Linked DNA regions of Columba livia: region 1 is linked to region 2. A link is a contact called in public Hi-C data. All regions are on one chromosome and are shown on one strand. Each heading gives the region's core, a stretch centred on a gene start, on an enhancer-like site or on the middle of the called end of the contact. The rest is flanking DNA. Distances are from core to core; before and after follow the strand shown.

Region 1 (7,153 bases), core at 1,040-3,539, 48 kb after region 2:
TCTGAGTGTCTATACTATATCATATTAATGACTGCAACATGCAGAAAGCCAAAACAAGCATTTTGCCAGTATCAACAGAAATGATGAAAACACGGTTTGCAGTAATGTATGAATTATTGCTGCCAGCTTGCAGTTCCCAAGTTAACTCTTGATGAAGTTACAAATTGTGATGATAATACTGTTTCTATCTTGAGTCACACTGTGGTACCATTTCTGCTGTCATAAATTCAGACTAAAACCATTACAATTAGATGGTTCTATTTCTGTCCAACTAAAATCAGACTTTTCCTTCCAAAAAATCACACAGTTTTGGTGTAAGGTGGAAAAGGGCATACATGGTGGTTTCTGTTGCACAATTTCTACCAGCTCAGGTACCGAGATGGAAGGTAACTCAGTGACTCAGCCTGGGAGTTAACTTAATGCCAAGATGTGCAGTTCAGAGCTTTGTTTGAAAACAAGGAAATAAAAGAAATCTAATTTCAAGCTCTATTGGAAATTGAGGGGAAGCAAACAATATCTGAGAGAAAGCAAGGAAGGGACAGGAAAAAAATTCATGAGAGATATAAAAGGTGGGAGGAGGAGTGGAATTGTTTATCTGAATCCTCCCTAAATGTCTTCAGAGACTTTGTTCCAGACCATCCCAGTTTTAGCTTTTTAAAAACAAATCCTCCCTCTTATTTTAAATAGGGATATGCTAGAATTAGAAGCACTTATCCAAACCACCCAGGCTTTAACTTTCAAGGTTTCAAAAAAAAATGGGACCTGGAACTGAAACAGCTTTGGTTTGGCTTTTGCAAAACCCAAACCACCTTTTTTTTAAAAAAAAAAAAAAATCCTTTTTTTTTTTTTTTCTTTTTTTCATAACTAGGCTAAAGCCTCAATCAGATAACTAGCAGTGAATGTGCAAAACAGTACACACTAAAAAGAACAGCTGCAATTCAGCTACCTCATTCTATGCAGAGCTGACTTACGGATTACTGTAAAGATAATAGAAATGTTTCCACTCAGGAGCAGCTATGGAAGGAAGCAGAATAATTTTGGGAGCATGGAGCTGTATTGATATAACACCGAGGCAGTCTCCACAGACTTCCACTGACGTTACCTCCCAAATCTATCTGTGCTGGATGACAGCTTGTATCTTGGCTGATGATAGCTGGAAGTCTGAAACATTTTCAAGTATAGCATGTGTACCCTGTTTCACTTCATGGCTTTGCTTCATTATTGTGGTAATCTTCACTGCAAGTGTTTATAGAAAGCTTGTTCTCCAGGTTAGAAAACAAGACTTGCTTTCATTATTGGGCTTCTTCCAAGCTCCATCATTAATTATAAACATATTTTCTTCGAATTTTTGTTCACAACCTTTTGGTTTGAAACTTCACTATTTAAAGACCTGTGTAACATCACAGTTTACCAAAGGCTGTATTGTCCAAGAAGAATATCCAGGATGAAATGCTTATCTTATTTTTCTTCTTGTGCAATAATGCCTCATTGCTGTTGTTATTTGCAAAAGGGAGGATTTTTCTATTATCAGAATATGTCCTGTGCTGCACTTTCAACATCTAATAGCTGTTAAAAAAAATACATTGTAAACATGTTTTGCTATAGATGAGTTTGGATTAACTCCTCCTCAACCTCTAAAATCTTGGAGATTTTGTTAACAGTAATTTGCCAGGACTTTTTTAAAGTTTCCAGAGTAGAGAAAGCTTAGCAATTCTAATAATGTAAGCATTTTCAAATGACAGTATTCCTTCTGAAAATATGTCCACTAACAAGCAAATTATGTGGAAAAAATTAAAAATATCTCAGAAAAAATTCCAGGCAATCTTAGTGTATTAGTCATGAGATAAAAGTCCATTTTATGAGCATTCCACTCATCCTTTCCAGTTCTCTTCATCTTCTTTTCTGTAATATTTTGTTACAGAATAGTCACAAACTATTTTGTCTTTCCAGGCAGAATATGGAAGGCTTGCTGCATGGTACCCCGGAGTATCTTGATCAGAGTTTTTACTGGAGACAATAGAAGTCACATGTACTTCAAATACTTTCTTGCACAGGGTCAGCTGGATGCTCTGGATGTGTAAATAGAAGTGTATCATAACATTGTAAAACCTAACAATGTCTTCCTCACCATGGAAAAATTCTGTACAGAACAATGATGTGTACAGAACAGTGATTCAATATTAATGTAATTTCCTGTAATAGCCAAATTTTAGGATACTACAGAGAAGACAAACATCTTCTGCTGACTCACCCTTATCTTGCTCCATCTTCATCTATTACAATATCTCTGGTCAGTTTCAGCCTTGGGTTGATGCTGCTGCTGCCATATCTGTTCTGTTTTAATTCCCTTCTGTGGAAGTGGCTTAGGCCCAGCTTAAGTGTGATGTAAAACCAGGTGAAAATACCACCTGCTCTTTTACATTATTTTTTCCTATGCAGGAAAGGTTGTGGTTTGGGTGTGGGGGTTTTGTTTTGGGTTTTTGTTGTTGTTTTTTGGTTTTTGTTTGGTTTGTTTTTTCCTTTTTTTTTTTTTTTTTTTTTGGGGGGGGGTAGGGGGAGGGTGGGTACAATTTGGATTAACGTCATGGAGAAACTCACGGGTGGGTATATATCCAATACGTATTTTGCTCCAAGAACAGGTGGGAATAGCTGTGGAGACTCGTTAGTTTTATAGTTTCACTGTTGTTGCCAGAAAAATACATGCTGCTTTTCCCAACCCATTTTGAACTGGAATTACTACTAGAAGCAATTTTCATGTAAGCTTTACATGATCTGAGAGGTGGGAGTTTTGTGGTGGCACATCCATGCGCTGACATCTTTGAGGGAGAACTAGAGCCATTTGATTTAACATGGAGGGGGAGGCTGCTCGGACTCACTGGGGAAGGAGTTACTACTACCAGTGACAAATACGAGTCCTATTCTTTGTGCATACAGCTACATGCAACTGCTGGAGCCTGAGGGACGTGTCCATTCACTCTTTAGGGGTGGAAGCAAGGACAATGCATGAACTTGTGTGCCAGGGCTTGGAAAATGCTGTACAAAACCCCATGGTAGCAGTGGTGGGTGGCAGGAGCCAGTGAAGTGCAGGATTACCTGGTGACTTATCCTCTTGAGAAATCAAGATCACCCACTAGAACAGAAAAACAGTTACTCCAATCTACAACAGAACTGGCATAGCAAAGATTTGTAAGATTTTTTGATATTCCAAACACAGACAAAGGAAGAGATCTCAGACATCTCTGCTCTTTCTGCCTATCCTCTTTTTCTGCTGTAAGTGTAGGAGGACACAGTTCTTCTGGCTCACAAGGAAATTTCCTCTCAAGTGAAGCATCTAAATCTACAATGATCTCGGGGGACAGAATATCTCATGGGAGCTCAGTGTCACCCTGAGTGAAAAGAGCAGAGACGTTGGCTTTGAGAAGAAGCATTTGATGCTTCTGCTGTTGCTGATAGGTTTGGAGGCTGGAAAAACTTCAGGCCTGGCCGTTCCCACTCTCTGCCTTCCTCCATTGCCTGTAGGGAGGCTGGGAGTACTGTCTTAGCACAACAGCCATGGGCCTGGTTTGTTCCTAGAAAGGAGAACACCTTGTCCAGGAAGGCGACAAGAGCTTTTGGAAGGCCTTCTAGTATTTCAGGGGCTGAGACTCTGCATACCAGAGGGCAGGAGGTGGAGAGAGGAAATGCAAGATGCTGTTGAGTGTTGGCCTGAGAGTGGAAGGGTATGTAGCAATGTTAAATGTAGTTTGACTGCGTGTGTAATGTTCTTTGCTGTGCTTGATAATTTAGAGAATTACAAACTGCGCTGACAAATAAACAAATCAGAGCTTTGCTGCAGGCATGCAGAGTGCCTGATACAAACATGTGATGTTATGTAGTAAATATTACAATGTCGTCTTTGTGATATCAGGTCCACATGCTTTGCATGGAGGACTTAAACATTTACTAGCAGTAAAATCCATTAGGAAAGACAATTGTTTCCTCATATTGCCTTCCTCCAAAGCCAGCACGTTGAAAAATTGGCTGTTTCCTTCTCCAGACATTCCTTTTGAGATGACAGAAACTCCCTCCACTGCAGCCTTAGCACAGGAACATGTTGACTCAATGCTTTCTTTTCAGTAATGATTTTATGTTTTGGACTTTGTTGATGTACTTCTGCTGCTATCTAAATGCAGATCCCAATTTGATCTTGAATTTAGGGAATGGAAAATCCTGATAAGCATCCGGGCTCTCATGAATGCAAAGGACAAAGCCTTTGTAGTAAAATGCCTCTGACGTACACCCACGAGAAGTGTTTGATGTGTTATAAAAGGCATCTGTCTGAGGAAAAAAAAAAACAACAAACCAAAACACCAAAAAAACCCACAAAAAAAAAAAAAAACAAAACAAACAAAAAACCCAATAAAACAACAACAACAAAACAAACAAAAAACCCAAACGTTTTTCCTCTTTGGCTTTGTTGAGCAGACTGTGGAAGTAAATGACACAAAGTAACCTTTCTTTTCCTCTCCTACTGCCCTCTTTTTTGTTTGATCTTGCAGCGATGTGATAATGGTGAGTCTGTAGCCTGAAAGTAATTTCTGTAATGACTTATAGTATGAACAGAGGGGGTTTTATTTTCCGCTGCTAAAGGGAGATCAAAGTATGATCTGTTTTGAAAAAAACAACTGAGCAGCCTATTTCTACCTCTGTCACAGAACTGCTGTGTCAAACTGGGCAAGTCACTTAACTACTCAGTGCCTTGGGCCTTTGCTGTGTACCATAGCATTCTGTTCTTGCGCTACTAGCAAATGTTTTGCATGGCTTAATCATAAATGACTGCCTGCACACTCATTAGCCTCATCTGGTGCAAAGTTCATTATCCTTGTTTTCAGCCTTTACACCAATTCAGAGGATATGATGGCTGCTTTTGATTTAGGTTTGGTCACGGCTTGCAGGAGGGAAAGGAAGAGAGTGCTGTCTGCTTAGGAGATGCAGGCAATGGTGTACACTGTAGGTCAGTGGGAATTTCTGGGCTCTGGGCTGTACTGTATGAAGGATGCTGGTATCAGGGAAGCATTATTACAGTGTTTTATCTTGACCTGGGTTAGTTTAAACAACACACCGAGCTACTAGCAGCAATATATACGGTGCAAGCCAACCTCTCAAATAAGTCTTGTGACACACATTGGCTGTATTTGACTTCTGGTCACCAGCTTTTTACTGTGCTGCTGCTCAAACTAGTTCAAATAGCACTAGCTGAGGTATGCTGGCTCTCTCTTGCAGCTGTAGTCTCGAGGTACTGCATGCTCATGAGCTCAGACTGGAAAATGAAGAAGTCACGTCTGTCAGTCTGCCAGTGTGCTGCATCTGCATGAATGCACAATCCGCTGAAAAGCAACCGACTGGCCAAGTCCTCCAAATACCAGGGCAAAGTTGTGCCAACAGTTGTCTCCCTGACAACTGTGTGAGCACTCTTCTATGTGGAAGAAATCGGTCACAATCAGCCTAGAAGGAAAGAACTTGTGGAAATCCCTCTGCTTTAGACAAGGTTGCAGTTTTGCCATCTTTAAAGAGAGAAAGATGGCAGGAGTGTCCCATTCTGGGGCAACACTAGAAATTTAATCTGGAAGTACACGCAAAGACAACATGATTAAGTCAGAAGCATGGGAGCAATACAACGCTGTGTGCGAAAGTAGCCTCACATCAGTTCTGCATTTTGTACACAGCCTAAGAGAAGAGATTCCCTGCTGCAAAATGCCTACAGTCTGCATCCCTGGAGAATCAGTAGGAGTTGAAGAAAGCTTCCAAATGTTGCATGCATCTGTGAGGGAGATGAGGATTCTGCCTTCTCCCAAGTTATCAACAGGAAAACTTGGGAATAAAGAGATTACAAGTCTCTGTGTGTGGCGCGATGTGTTCTTTTCCTTTGGTTTTGATGCACTGAGAAAAAAGCAAATCCTCCACTTTTCTTCGTACAACATGGCAAAGTAAACCCCATGAATCTGTGCAGCAGTTGCAACAGTGTCTTCTTGTGTCTCTGCCCTTCTAAGGGGAAATGTTGGGTGGCACATAACATTCAAAAAGTTAATGATCGGCTAGCCGCTAAAAGCTAACACTTGTGGCTTTGGGTTCCAGGAGGGCAGCCTGCTCATACCAAATGTGTGAGAGTACCTTACTCACGGGAAGCACTGGCAGACTATAAAGTGCTCTGTTAATTATTGTTGACATTGCATAGAGAGCTTCATGCTGTTCTTTCTCTGCCTGCTTTGACTTAATTTGTTTGAGAAAGTACTTTTTCTGTGCTGCAGATTGCGTAAATTCATATACTCTACTGCACTGACAGATGTGTCTTTGTTTTAGAAGGAGCCATTATTTTTTTCAGTGCTGAATGTGAATGGAGCATTTCACATTGGTGGCTTCCAAAAATATTTATAAAGCAAAGCTGAGCTGCTCAAAATATTTTGCCCTCCTACACTGACATTCACAAGCCTTTAAAACAGTGTTATCAAAAGTATTTGCAGTGGAACATGCATGAGTTGGCCACAAAAACTGTGTTAGTCAACAAATGACTGAAAGCACACATTTTAGTCAGCTCTACCCCCTGCAATGTTAGCAGATTCCAGTTAACACAACTGTAGCTAACAGGGTGATTATTCTATATTGTGGGTGGAATATTATCTTATAGCTATCCTTAGCTCTCATAACTTCTGCTTATCTGAGGAAACAGACAGTGAAGAAGTAGAAAGGGACTAAATCTCCCCTTTCTCTCTCTGCTGTTAAGACATGATTTGACTCTTCACTGACCTTCATAGGCAGTGGTTGCTCTTAGGCAAGCCATGGCTCTGGTAATCTGTGAGTCGTGGCATAGTTCACCTTCCACATTTCACTGCTGACGATTACCTACCTATGTGTCCTTTAGCTCACTCTCCCGTTCATTGATTCTTCCTGAACACTCTGCTGAAGAAATGAAGTATACTGCATCCACTTAAGCAAGGAGACATGCTCCCTGTGAGCATATAAGTGCATCAAACTTACTCTTCTGTTTCTTTATAAATATAAAGACCTTTTATAAAAGACCTCTCTGCCAATTGATTGTAATGTTTTCCATAATCTCCACCACTGTATTGAAACCAGGGCTTCCCATATATTTCTTCCCACAAAGAATCATCTGAGT
Region 2 (7,030 bases), core at 295-2,794:
CTGAAATTGGTCCTTTTTTTGAAAAAGCAAAGAGGATATGCTGCAGCCCCTTGATTTATCTAGTAGCTCAGTAGTTAAAGGGCTCAAGAAACACTAGCACAACTCAGTTTCTGCTCCCTCCTTTCACTTAATTGACCTGAACTGAACCCTCCCACAGTAGTGACCTGGTCAGTGGGTGCTCTCAGTCACTTCTGATGAAACTTTTCTGCTTAATTTCTTATTTTACAAATTAATTTATTGAGATGAGATAGAGATAGAGACCACTCACCTGTTAGAGAGGGAAGGCCTGTCTTGCAGTCCCTCATGAAGCAAGTATCACACTGTTTTTTTAATAGATGCTGCACAAGGATAAAAATCCTGCTTGTTTTCCTCTCATCCCCAAAATCTCCGTTGTACTGTGTGGACTCCTGTCTGCCAAGAGTGAAGATGCCTGCTCGGTCGGACCCCTTAGGTTGTGAAAGGTTTCATTCTTAAATCCTGGAAGGCTTTAAATACAGCACCATCCAATTGCCATTCCCTAATATCATTAGGACCGTGACTTCCTGAGGCAAAATCTCAGCAGAAATTTTGAGAATCTAAATTGTGGACTTGGGCACCTAATTCCCTGCATAGATGTAGTCTTAGTTATGTGTATTTTGATTGTGCTTCTAGGCTGCTTTACTTTTTAGGATTGCTAGTTAAGCTTGCAAACACTTCCTTAAAGTAAGGGAGGGATATCAGAAAGAACTTTAGATCACATGAAGGAACCGAGTTAACAGGTGGTAATGCTTCTGGAGCTTGGCTTCCCCTTTCTGTACCAGCTCCCCAAAGCAGTCAGGCTGTCACCAGTGAGGCAGAAGGAAACCCTAGCAAGTCAGGGAGCAGGTGATGTAGGAGAAGCAGTGTCATTAACTATGCCACCAGGATGGCTGGCTGTGCTAAAGCAGTTTTATGAAGCTGGTTCTTCCAGATCTGCAGCCCCATTCTGCCAATAGAAAAGCACAAAGTAGCTGGGGACAGGATGAACTTTTGATCATGCTCTGTGTGTGTGTATGCATAGCATATAAAAGATATGTCCAGATGTCCACTCTGCTTCCAGCACATAGTTTTAAGGTTGTTCAGAGAAGCTTTTAAATAATTGTTTCCATTGTTAAAATAGCTCATTAAAACCACATCTCCACAGGTATGTGTGTTCAGAGTTACAAAAACATTTTGTCCTATACGTGTTTTTATATTTCATATAATTACAGCGTATTTATCTGAAGTATTTCGCAAGTATACTTTTGTGTAATACTGGTAGGAGATTAAGTAATAGCTGCTTACTTGCACTATTGCACAAGAACATCAAATGTTATTGTGATGTTATGAGATGCATGCTTTTGGCTGCTTTGTTCCTGTGACCTTTATGCTCTTCTGGATAATACAGAAGTCCTGTTACAATGCACATGTTTTCCTTTACACAAATGCCAGTAACCACTTGAGCAGGGCACTTGATTCTGGTTTTGATGGGCGGTGCCTATAATGGACGATAGTGTACCGAAGCCAAGTTGGCCATCTTTGTGCTTCGCAGTGCCAAAAACTTCAAAGCTTCTTCCTTTTAGAACTCTAGAGCAATACAAGTTTGTGTTTCTTCATATCATCAAACTTAATTATTGGCAATAAGCAACTGCTGGCAGGAGCGGCGCATCACATGGCTCCGTTTCTGCTTTAGAAAAGGTCAGCATATGGCATAAACACTTTGCTGTATTATGCAGCCTTGTACTCTGATCACATAACACATGCTTCAGAAAGCATTATGCAATGTTATACTCACTGATTAATGACTGCTTGCACAAGAAGTTTTTCATTACCCTGAATGCTAGCATCCTGGGAATGATTAACTTTGTGACATAACTCTCATCACATAAATATGGAAGATTCAAATATAGCCTCAAAATAACGTGTTTCAGAAATAACTGAACACTTTCCCGCTTAGTACTGTGTACAGTACATGATTAACAACTGCTTTAAACCTTCAGAGTTGAATAGAAAAGCCTATTTGTGTGAACTGAAAACAAGATTTATTTTTAGGTTTTAAAGTTTTACCCAAGATGAATTTTTGCACACAGCAGCATCTCATTTGCAGTGTTTTTCCTCTGCTTGTGTAAGTTTGAATTTCCTGAGAAAAGTCTGTGCCAACTATTTTCAGTGTTCAGCCAGTGAGTTAAACAGAACAAGTCAAATCTAGCCCTTATTTAGACCAGCATCTGCATGTGTGTAAAATGACTCAGTCCAGTGTGTTCAGTATTATAGTGCCTACAGCTGTGTGCTTAAATCAGCGTGGCTATAGCAGAGTAAATTCCCAATAATTGATGATTTTTCTGCAGGCAGGCTAAGAAAGTGATCCCAAATGAAGAGGCTTGCAAACTTACATTCTGAACGTTGCTACACATTCACATTTAACATTTTAATGTTGTGTGGATTGATCATTCTGAGTTCAAAGTTTGCAGATTCTCATGTTAAAAAGCATGATGACAGTGCATCACAGATGTTACCATCTTAAGGATGTACGAAAGAGGAGAAGCCTATAAAAAGAAACATTTCTCAAAATGTTCCTCCACATATGAAGATTCATCCTTGGTTTTGAAGTAATGTCAATTGCTACCCAGCTATGTCTATGTTTTAACAGCTTTGTAAGAGAAAGTTAGTTTGACTGTTAGGAAGTTAAACATCAGTTTTCAGAAGGAAGAAACTGTATTAAACTTCTGCTTACTAATTTGCCTTTAAATGTCAGACCAAAAAAAAAAAATGACATCTGCTTTTTATGATTCTCTCTCCTGTAAGTAATCCTGCTCATGAACAGGCACATTAAATAAACCTACTTAAAAACTGGAGGGATGGTTTAGGGTGTCACCATGTTAATGCCTCTGTGCCATTTCTTCTGAAATAAACTTCATTGAGAACAGCTAGAGAAGGTAAACATTGGCCTTCTTTATGTTCTCTTTAATTTTTGCCTTTTCCTGCATTCCAACTCCTACAAGCAGTAGCAAAGGCTAAAGGAAACAGCCTCTGACTAAGCATTAGCTACCAGCCTGCCCTCATTATAGCTGAGGGCTCTTATTCTCGCCGAGCCTACGTGCAGAGCCAGCTAGTCTTTCAGCTGTGATGACGAAATGCCATGCATTTCTTCCTGGAATAGTACGCAGATAAGAGGCCACTTGTTATGCTGAGGTTTCAGATGAACTCCACGAAGGGTTTCAAAACACTCTGGCACAATTATATCAGGTTTCTTTAGCAACCAATTCATTTCAAACACTTTTAAGATAAAAAGGGAAGAGATGTTAGTTTATTTTCCCTTGTGGTTTCACTGCTTAAAGCTTTGCAGGATGTGACTGGATAGTTTATACCTTGCCTGAATTTATTAATTTTAAATAAAACTAGCAGATCAAAATGGATCTGTTCCTCTCTTGAAATTCACATTATTTGTAGTCTCCTTTGTGTACCTGTAGCTTGAGAGAAGAAACAAAAATCTTCTGTTTGTGATATGCTGCTAGAAAGGTCCTGCTGTGCAAACTCAGTTGCCAAGTGCTTTGAACTCATTCTGGGTCTAGCAAAAGCAGTGCTGGGACATGTGCACACAGTACAAGCCCAGTTGACCTAAGTATTGCTTAGCAGCAGTGTGGGGGCCTGTTCGTGAGACCGTTTTGCAGATTTGGGGCCTGCTTAGGTGACTCTGCGCTAGCAAAAGCAACTTTAGATGAGATCGAACAAATCTATGAAATGTTTCAAACCAAGCAATATCCTTAGTAACAGCAATAACCATACATTGTCATGAAGAAAGGAGTATATTGCCTGGAATAACAAATGGATCATGTGCAGGTTACATGGCTCACTTTGCTCGCTCCAAGACACTAATTACACGTTTAGAATCTGTGATATGCCCCATTTCTGTTCATTCGTTAAGGATGGCATTAAGTCAGTTGCAACTTGCCTTTCCTTTGGATCTGAATGCCACTTTATATAGATGTAGTCAGTAGAATGGAGAGTCTTACTACAACAAATCTGAGTAAATTGCAGCCTAGGCAAGTATTTTATATGAAAAGCAAATAAACAAACAAAAACCTAACCCAAAATAACATCTCTCCTAGATCACTTCCCCTGCAGTTCGCTACATTTACAAGTATCTCATTAACTGGGAACTAAAGGCTAAATTCAGTTTCCTTTTAAGACAACAAAGTTATCTTTTTCCATTTACATAATGGAATTTGGATCAGGTCTTAAGTCTGTAACCTTATTCCTTTAATGCCTTCCAAATAAATGTGTAATTCCCAGTGAGATCACTAGGAATCTTTGCTATTCATAGTCTGTTCTCTCTTTTTTGCTGCAACTGTTCTTCAGTGAAGAGGGTCCCCTTGGATAAGGTCCAGAGAACACTTAGAATTGTCAAACCCACCACTTCCCTTAATTACTTTTTTTTTTTTTTTTTTCCCTTTCTTGGGCTAGTTATTGACTACTGACTCAGAAAATTTATTAACAACTTTCCCTCATGAATAAATTATTTCATAATTGTTTACTAGAGGTAGGTCATTCTTGCACATGACTATGAAGAAGTCCTGTCCTTGCCAGAACAGGGTAGACCAACAAGCCTGTATTTCTTCAGGATTTTTCTGCTCTCTTTTTTTTTTTTTGGTCAAAATGTGAAAGCCTAAATACTGTTGCTGAAGTGCTCACTAGCAGGTCTTTTAAATGTTATACAATTAATTTTCACAAAAATTCTAACCCACTGGGTATGAATATGAAATCAGAGTCACTCCTTTTCTGAACTGCTGCTGTTAGGAGCTTTGATTTTAATTAAATACCATGACGATGATTTTGTTAGAAATGGTACTTGTGAAATACTACTACTTCCAAATCTGCTCTGCTTTGTCATATTGATTGTCTGTAAGTCGTCCTACGTGTTGTTTGAAGCATCGTGCTGTGGTATATTTTATTCTTTATCTAAGGAAGATTTTATCTTAATACCTTAAAAGTATTTTTTTTTTTTTCCTGGAGTATCATGGGGCAAAAATTCCACAGTGTCCTTCTTGCAAATTATACTAAAAAGATAACTGCTGTTCTGTGGGTCAAAACCTTGAACTGTTTTGAACTGAAATTACTACAATTCAAAATTTTCCACCTTTACTGAAATCCCTGAACCAGCAAACACAGTTCCACTAGCATTCATACTAGTGGAGCCCGTTTTCTCCCCCTCTTTGTCCTTTGCCACCTTCTACCCCTCCTTCCATGCAACCCCTGCTCCTGCTGCCCGCCACCTCCCCTGCTGAGGAGAAGATGGGGTGTGCACCGTCTCACTATGGGTACCTGCTGTCTCTGGCCGGAGCCCTCCAAGAGAAGGTGTGATGACCCAGTTACGCAATTTTTTCTCTAGGAGGGGGGTGGGAAGGGTCTGTGATCTCGAGCCTTTGTCTTCTATGATCCCATTTGTAGAAAACCAATGGATCCTCCTCCTCTGCCTCTTTCAAGTGTGATTTATGTTGTGCAAGGGTTCAAAAGATAACAGGGTGAGGACTGACTGATAATAATACTGCTTTGTTTCCTAAGGCTACTGATGCATGGGTAGAGCATAGGGGATATCTGCGGGGCCGGGTTTTGTCTTCTTGTGGAGTCAGTCATTCTTTCTAGCTGTCAGAGGCATAAACTCTGCTGAGGATTGGGAAACTGTGGTGACAGGCATCAGCCAACGAGCAGACATCCAGGTCCTGGGCCGTCTTGCACTGACATAGTGATTCATTGTTATCAGTATCCAAACTAGCTGGACGCGAACCAGCTCAGATTTCTTGACATGCATTTGCAAATCCTAGTTGCAGAATAGCTGTAATGACCATTTAAAAAAAAAAAAAAAAATCATTCCCTACAAATAAATTCTTTCCCACCTTAACTAAACCCAGGTTAAAGTAAGAAAGGGTGGGAGCCTGCATTGTGGTCTAAATGTCAGCAGCCTTGGGTATTCTAAGTCATAAAAGCAATAGTGATAGCACTTGCCGGTTAGTTATTCTTGGCTGAAATGTAAACAGTTTATGCTGGTGAATTAATAACTGATAAATAGGTGTATTGAACACTTACAGGGGTGTTATAATCCTGCAGTATTGTTATATAAAATAAACAGTGCTTACAAGAAATGCATAATTGTGACTTTCAGTCTTGCTGTGGAGAATCACAGAATGTAAGACTTGGGGGTGGTCTTTTTTTGTGCCTATTATCTGTTCTTCAAATAATTATTTCATTGCTAGAAGCAGATGCTGATTTTTAAGCCCACTACTATTTTTGAGTACTTAAAAAAAAATCCTAAAAATAGACCCAAGTTACCATATCCAGCAAAAATATGTTGTCAGCTCTTTACTCTGCTGGGCTGAAAACAAATCTGTCAGCAATTTCTTTGGGTTAAAGTATCTGAACACTTGTGTGGGTTTTTTTTTTTGTTGGTTGGTTGTTTTTTTCTTTTTTTAAAGAAAGCATTTTAAGTGGTTCTGTAACAGAGTCCATTTAGAGCTTTAAGTATCAACAAATTACCATCTGTTGTTATAAAGACACTTTATCAAATTGATGAGACCTGCACTCCAGTTAATGTTGTGGATCAACTGCATGAATTAGGCTTTAAAGTCTGAATGAGTCTGAAATCAACATCTTCAGCTCTGCTGGAAGAGACATTAAAAACCAGCCTGTTTTCTGTAATTATGAAAAAGAAAATGAGAGTTATTCACATGGAAAGAAAGAAAAGCACTGGTAAGGCATCTTAGTGAAATAGGGTTCTTATGTTTGCTTTAAAATAATTTCTTGGATTAAAAGTATGGTTTGACAGTTACTGAAAGAGAAAGGAAAAAGTCATTTGGATTCCCTGTGCACCTACAGGTGATTGACATAACAACAAACTGATAGTATAGTATTTTCAGTATAAGATCATTTTGTCATAACTGTTGGCATAAGGATTAAATGTAAGGGTTCAGGTGAAAGAAGGTGGTGAAGGTGGTATTTGTTACCTCTATAGCATCTGGCTATACCCTGGAATGATGGG

What was found. Hi-C and Micro-C count contacts between places; a contact is called where the count stands out from the background.
Region 1: a Hi-C map of crop shows a contact between it and region 2, with 1.6 times the contacts expected there. The contact joins two enhancer-like sites. A contact is called at or near these places in 2 of 2 Hi-C or Micro-C datasets (crop and liver).

What each region holds. Positions count from the first base shown.
Region 1 is chrZ:48,787,947-48,795,099 of bColLiv1.pat.W.v2, forward strand. No RefSeq gene overlaps it. Among named protein-coding and RNA genes, the nearest start is that of SYK, 100 kb to the right of the region's middle. Within about 2 kb of position 2,290, at least 1 of the 3 cell types and tissues checked has an H3K27ac peak away from gene starts, as active enhancers do.
Region 2 is chrZ:48,740,272-48,747,301 of bColLiv1.pat.W.v2, forward strand. No RefSeq gene overlaps it. Among named protein-coding and RNA genes, the nearest start is that of AUH, 120 kb to the left of the region's middle. Within about 2 kb of position 1,545, at least 1 of the 3 cell types and tissues checked has an H3K27ac peak away from gene starts, as active enhancers do.